2 separate regions of the Mus musculus genome follow, and region 1 is linked to region 2. Evidence: chromatin contacts called from public HiChIP or PLAC-seq data. All regions are on one chromosome and are shown on one strand. Each heading gives the region's core, a stretch centred on a gene start, on an enhancer-like site or on the middle of the called end of the contact. The rest is flanking DNA. Distances are from core to core; before and after follow the strand shown. Region 1 overlaps Aopep (aminopeptidase O). Region 2 holds the start of Aopep (aminopeptidase O).

Evidence for each region. HiChIP or PLAC-seq counts read pairs in DNA pulled down with a chosen protein or histone mark.
Region 1: an HNF4G HiChIP or PLAC-seq map of pancreatic cancer cells shows a contact between it and region 2. The contact joins the enhancer-like site here to the promoter of Aopep in region 2. A contact is called at or near these places in 11 of 39 promoter capture datasets (the 3T3-L1 cell line, the C10 cell line, the HPC-7 cell line and 7 more), 6 of 484 Hi-C or Micro-C datasets (bone marrow-derived macrophages, embryonic stem cells, macrophages and 2 more), 15 of 115 datasets of contacts at active chromatin or transcription factors (Th17 cells, bone marrow-derived macrophages, cardiomyocytes and 11 more) and 5 of 9 other capture datasets (adipose tissue, bone marrow-derived macrophages, embryonic stem cells and 2 more).

The regions. Positions count from the first base shown.
Region 1 is chr13:63,264,471-63,267,439 of GRCm38.p6, forward strand. The region is part of intron 13 of Aopep (aminopeptidase O); the gene reads left to right. Among named protein-coding and RNA genes, the nearest start is that of Gm16907, 31 kb to the right of the region's middle. Within about 2 kb of position 1,666, at least 10 of the 459 cell types and tissues checked have an H3K27ac peak or open chromatin away from gene starts, as enhancers often do. A contact at or near this core is called in pancreatic cancer cells, where this site is marked.
Region 2 is chr13:62,963,207-62,966,243 of GRCm38.p6, forward strand. Aopep (aminopeptidase O) reads left to right here and starts at 1,687. Exons shown (of 16, transcript NM_001289926.1): 1 at 1,687-1,813.

The DNA.
Region 1 (2,969 bases), core at 416-2,915, 300 kb after region 2:
GTAGATGTCCAAGAGGGTAGTACAAGAAATTTCTTAAGCCGGGTGTGGTGGCGCACACCTTTAATCCCAGCACTCGGGAGGCAGAGGCAGGCGGATTTCTGAGTTTGGGGCCAGCCTGGTCTACAGAGTGAGTTCCAGGTCAGCCAGGGATATACAGAGAAACCCTGTCTTGAAAAACCATAAAAAAAGAAAAAAGAAAAAAAAAGAAATGTCTTTATAATTCATATGTATTTGACATTATGTTTTATAAAGGAAATGTCTCTGATAGCAAAATCAAATAATACTTATATCCCCCATCCCTTCCCTGGTCCTCCATCATTAATTCCCCCAGACATACTTTCTGGGCCTTCCCTGGAGGATAAATCTTGAGTGGAGGTCTCTAGAGACTGGGTTGGTCCTTTTGAATACAGAGGCTCGTGGGACTGTTATAGTTCCAGTCTCCCCAAGTCTTTGCTGCGGCTAATTAAAATGGCTTTAGGAACTTGTATGTTGTGAACACAGAGACACCACCCTCACCCGTGGGCATGTGGGTTACTCTGAGCTTGAAGATGGCTGGAACCTTCCACTGATGGCTTTTTAAAGATCTTTGCCAGTGAACTTCTCAGAGGGACATCTGTAAACATAGTTAATTAAAGTATGAAATCATAGTTCATGGAGACATAATTTATCTTGCAAGCCTTACTTGCTTTTAATCTTTGCTTATAGGAAGAAAACCCTAAGTTTTAAACGAATTCCTTAAGAGCAGCTGCCCCTAAAATGGCCATAACAGTGGTCAGGGAGGAAAGTCTTTATCACCCTTAAAGGTATTAATTTTTTAATATTATTTTATTGTTTCAAATTAAAATACTACTCCATTCCCTCTTTCATTCACTAACTCCCGCCCTTCCTGTCACCTCACATTGTGCTGTCTCAGACCTATGACCTCTTTTTCTTTGTTACATACTGTCTTAAATTCTTAGCGTTGTTACATGTATGTACATATATGTTACATATAAGTACAGCCTGCTCAGTCCTTATAATGTTACTTGTGTGTGTATGTCTTGAGCCCCTCTTGAGCTCCCCTGCTCTGACCTTGAGGTCCCCTTCAAAGTCCAGCTCTTAACAAGTCAGTAGGTTATAAGTTCTGAATGTACCACTTTCGGAGGAGCACCAGGTTGCAGGAGAATTGGGGTTCCCTTTGTGGGTTATTAACAATTTCTTAAAGCCTTTCAAAGTGAGTTGCTTAGGATTTGAACATCACAATGTAATATGCTATCTTTGACTTAAGAAGGGGCTATGAGCATTAGAAAGCCCAGGCTCGACCTTTCTTAAAGGACCCAGATCGCAAGGGTCAGCATGGTTTAAAGTAACTGCTCTGCAAAATCTCAGGGGAAATGAAAATTGTACTTCATCTAATGCCTTTGTCACAATTTTCAAGAGGAAGGTTTTCTGTTCTGTACTCTTGACCTTACGTCTGCAGGTTTCTCCCTAAAGCTACCCTTTGTTTAACCAGAAAGCTGATCCGAGTTCTTTGCTGGATGATGTGAAAGTCATCAGGTGCACATCTATGTTCAGATACACTCTGTAGACTTTTTCCATCTGAGATTATGGCATAATACAGAGGCTGTTAGATACTACCACACGCTGAGTTCAGGTCTTCCCCGGGGAACTTAACTGTAGCTTCCCCTGGGGCAGTACATCCCTCCCACTCCCAGGTCTGTGAATAAACATGACCTCTTCTGTTCTGGGCAGTTTCTTCCAAGAGATTGCTAGAGGAGCTAGGGAGACGCATTCCCACTCTCCAGCGTGGAATGAGAGACCCAGGAACATGACTGGCTTACAGCTAGCTGCTCTGCTAGGGAGAGGCAGGCCATGCTTAGGAGCTGCCGTGTCCCAGGTGGGATGCCATGGGACAGGGGAACCCACTCCCTCAGAGCAACCTCAGACCTCCTAAGGCTTCACAAGCCAACTTCAGTTGGTGGTTCTTGCTGATTCTGACCAGCTTTCTGCCACTGACATCTTATAACCATGAGTCAGAGATGTGGTAGGAGAGCACCTTAGACATGTTTAAACTTCACTGGACTCTCGGTGAAAGCTGACCAATATGGGAGGGGCTGTCCATAGATACTTGCCATGTGAGCCACAACTAAGTCACATAAAAACACATGGATTTCCTAAATGTAAAGTGCATTCTGGACAGATGGGGAAAGGGTCTTGCTTCTTTTCAGTTACACCAACTCCCTTGAAAACTAGGTAGCATCAAACAGGAGCAATGGGGTGAATGGGAATCCCCTCCATACTATAGTAGGGAGCCTGCTGATTTCTAGTGGGCTGTAGCTTATCCTGCACTAGGCTGAATGTGGGGCTTTGCTTTCTAGGCAACTTGTATACATTGTAAATCTGAGTACAACAAGCACACACCCAAACTGGAATAAAGTGACAAAATGTGTAATGACAGAACTTACACAGTACAGCTTTTGGCAACTATAGCACTACCTGCCCATGTGGAGACTGGTGGACACTTCTGGGAAATGGAGACAGGAGAGCTGTAAATAGCCTCCCTTATTGTAAAGTAACTAGTGCTTCTATGGTGCAGGCACAACACTCTGCAGAGATTTCTGCTCAAGGAGCATTGTTGGCTGGCCTTGTTCCTTTAAGTAGCGCTGCATCAAGATCCTTAGCCGTTGGACCTCTTGCTGGCAAACAGCAAGCTTAGTCTGTGAAGCTATCCTAGATGCTGGGTTTCTGGGCCATTCCCACTCACCTTTTCCAGAAGATGCTTGCTCTCAGAGGCTTCTCATGGAATCCAGGTTACATCTGTCTGGGCAGGACTTTGTTAGACCAAGGCACCACTGGAATTCATGTGGAGAACTGACCCACTTTAGGACTGAAAGAGGGGTTACCGTGGGCTTCCTAGATAGGCAGGAGTCTGAGGGACCAGCTGAGGTTGTCTATCTGTGAACTAAAACACTTAATAGAATGTCATGGGA
Region 2 (3,037 bases), core at 437-2,936:
GCTCGGGGGGAGGGGGTGATCAGTGCCTCTGGTTTCCATGGATACTTGCACTCATGGGCATGGATCCCCACATATACATATTTTAACAATTTTTAAAATCTTTTAAAAAGGTTTGGGAGAGTTTGTGTGGACAGATATTTTTATAACCATTTCTTTTTAAGATTGGTAGGGTGTTACACACAGGCCAGCATTTTAGTGGCCAAAATGAACTAACGAGTAGTAGGGAAGGAGAGCCCCTCTCCTTAGCCTCCTCACATGCCTCTCCTCTTAGAATTGCAAGCCTGCTGAAGGCTTGGGGATGGTAACATAAGGAGTCCAAGAAGGAAAGAGTTACGGAAAGGGGAAACTGTGTGTGTGTGTGTGTGTGTGTGTGTGTGTGGTCCTACAGTGTTGGGTAACAGGAAGGCAAAGAAGTCAGGATTGAAAGATGGAACAAACCTGGTTCTCACTATAGAGTTCAACAAATCTATTCTAGCACTCACTTTCAGTAACTTTTTTTTTTGTCTAGACTTTTATCTAATCCTTCCCACCTGTCACATCAATTTCCAAATTACCTTTTATATGTATCCATTTTTCTCCATCACATCTCACCAGTCCCTTCTTTCTGTGTGCTTCATGCCCAGCACACACAGCAGCCTGCTCTGCGTTTCAAAACTAGTTCCTGTCACTCACTCTTCCCTGGCGACAGAATCCACGCTCCTTGCTTACAGTGGCCCAGAAATGTGCTGCAGGATGGGGCCTTTGGGCCTTGTTGGTTTCACCCTGTGTTCTTCAAGGGCGCCACAAGCTGCATGTACTAGGTGCTTCTGATCCTTCTAGCTGCTTTGCTCGCAGGTCTTTATAGCCTTCCCCTCTCTTCCCAGTTAAATGAGTCTCCTCAGAGGGTATTAGACCTCCTGTAGTGAAGTGGCTCTGACTTCCTTCCATTTTTCAGAGACTTACTTCCATATGTGTACCTCTAAGAACATCCATACGAGAATTAGCTGATGTGGTGCAGCTTAACTCAGTGGTTAAGAGCATTGGCTGCTGTTGCAGAAGACCTGGGTTTGGTGTACAGCACTCACGGGGTAGCTTACAACTATCTCTGCAGCTCCAGTTCCAAGGGGGTCCATTTGTACATTCGTGTACCTAGACATACATACAATTACACACCACCCCACATACTAAATGAATTTTTAAAAAGGGAATATTCTGTTGAACTATTCAGAACTTGCTTTCTCAACCAAAGATTGTCTCTACAAAGGCAAGCACAACTGGCCCACTTTTGTAGCCGCAGATACTGTAACTGTCTGTATGGCGCATAGTATGATCTTATTTAAGGCACTGTGCTGGGATGAATATGTAAAGTCCAATCATATGCTTCAGAAATGTGGAATGAAGAATAAACAGCGCACTCAGGAAGCAGAGGCAGGCTGATCTCTGAGTTCGAGGCCAGCCTGGTCTACATAGTAGGTTCCAGACCACTCAGAACTACACAGAGAGACCTGTCTCAAAGGCAAAAACGACACATTTGTATTTCAGTGAGGCGTGCGTGTAGTTCACGCGTCTGGAGTCTTGATACCGTGGCCACTAGCAGCCCTGCGCCTGCGCAGTAGCGGCCGAGGAACTGGCCTACAGGGGGTGGGAGGGGGAAGCGGCCGACCCTGGCGCGTGTTGATGACGCAATTAGTGTTTGCCTGGTAGCCCGTGGTAACCCGGAGTCTGCGGAAGTGTAGCTGCAGCAGCACCGCAGCTGAGACAGGTAACCTGCAGCTCCGGTGTCAAGCAGCCGCTCCGGGTTATGCGGACCCACGACCTCTGGTGGGGTGAGCAGGTAGGATCCGATCCGTCTTGCCCTGTGGTGAGCCAGTGGGATCCTGTTCGCCTCTTGTGAAGCGAGGCGGTGGGATCCTGTCTGACTTGTCTGGGGCGAGCCCTTGGGATGCTGTCACATAAATTGTAGCCGCAGTATTAGCGCTCAGCACTTGCGGCGACCGCTACCTGCAAAGGTGGTGCTCATGGTAGACGGAAACCACACCGGCCAGCGGAGCGGTGCTTAGAGCTGTTTTCAAAGGTGACAACTGGGCTCGTGTTGATGCTGAATTCAATTCTGATCCCTCGTGCTTTTGTTTTGTTTCCACGTGCAACTAGCGCATTCATTTCAGAAGGGTGTGTTGTGCTCCGTGTGATTTGAGAAGGCTGCTAGTGATTTCCTAGTTGGTAAAGATTAGGTTGTCCCGTATTGGGAGCTACAGAGAATAATATTGTTTACTGTCGACTTGTCTTTTAGACTCCAGGGATTGTGCCCTGCACTTACATTTCATTGTCTCCTTAGTTCATGCAGTATTGCAAGTTATGAACTATTATGTTTGCCTTACAGAGAAAATAACTGAGGCTCAGCTCCATCAAATTGACTGGGTGAAAAATTCCCAGTAACCAAAAGCAAAGGGCAAGTTTAAATTCAAGGTTATGCATGGCTTCAAGGTCTCTCTCTCTCCTCTCCTCTTCCTCCCCTTTAAAAATAACCACCATCAGTGGTCAAATTCCAGGCTTTTTACATTAGTCATATGTGATTCCATACGTTTATTCACCCATCTGACCATATGAATTGTGTGTGTAACACACACATGCACGTGTGCAATACGTGTACGCATGTGGAGACAAGGGATAACATCAACTGTGGTTTCATAGATGCTGGCCACCGTTTTTTGTTTATGTGTTTTTGAGACAGGTTCTCTCACTGGCCTAGAGCTTGCCAGGTAGATTGGTTTAGCCAGCAACTCTTGAAAATGCCCGCCTCTATCTCCCCAGCACTGGAATCACAGACCTGAAACTTTCCACTCAGGTTCTGGGGACCGAACTTGCGTCCTCGTGCTTACACAGCAGGTGGTTTTCAGCCTGAGATGCCGCCGAAGCAGCAGCAGCAGCTGCTTCTTCTTCTTCTTCTTCTTCTTCTTCTTCTTCTTCTTCTTCTTCTTCTTCTTCTTGATTCATTTATTTATTTTATGTATATGTGTACACCAGTGCTCTCTTCAGACACACCAGAAGAGGACACCAG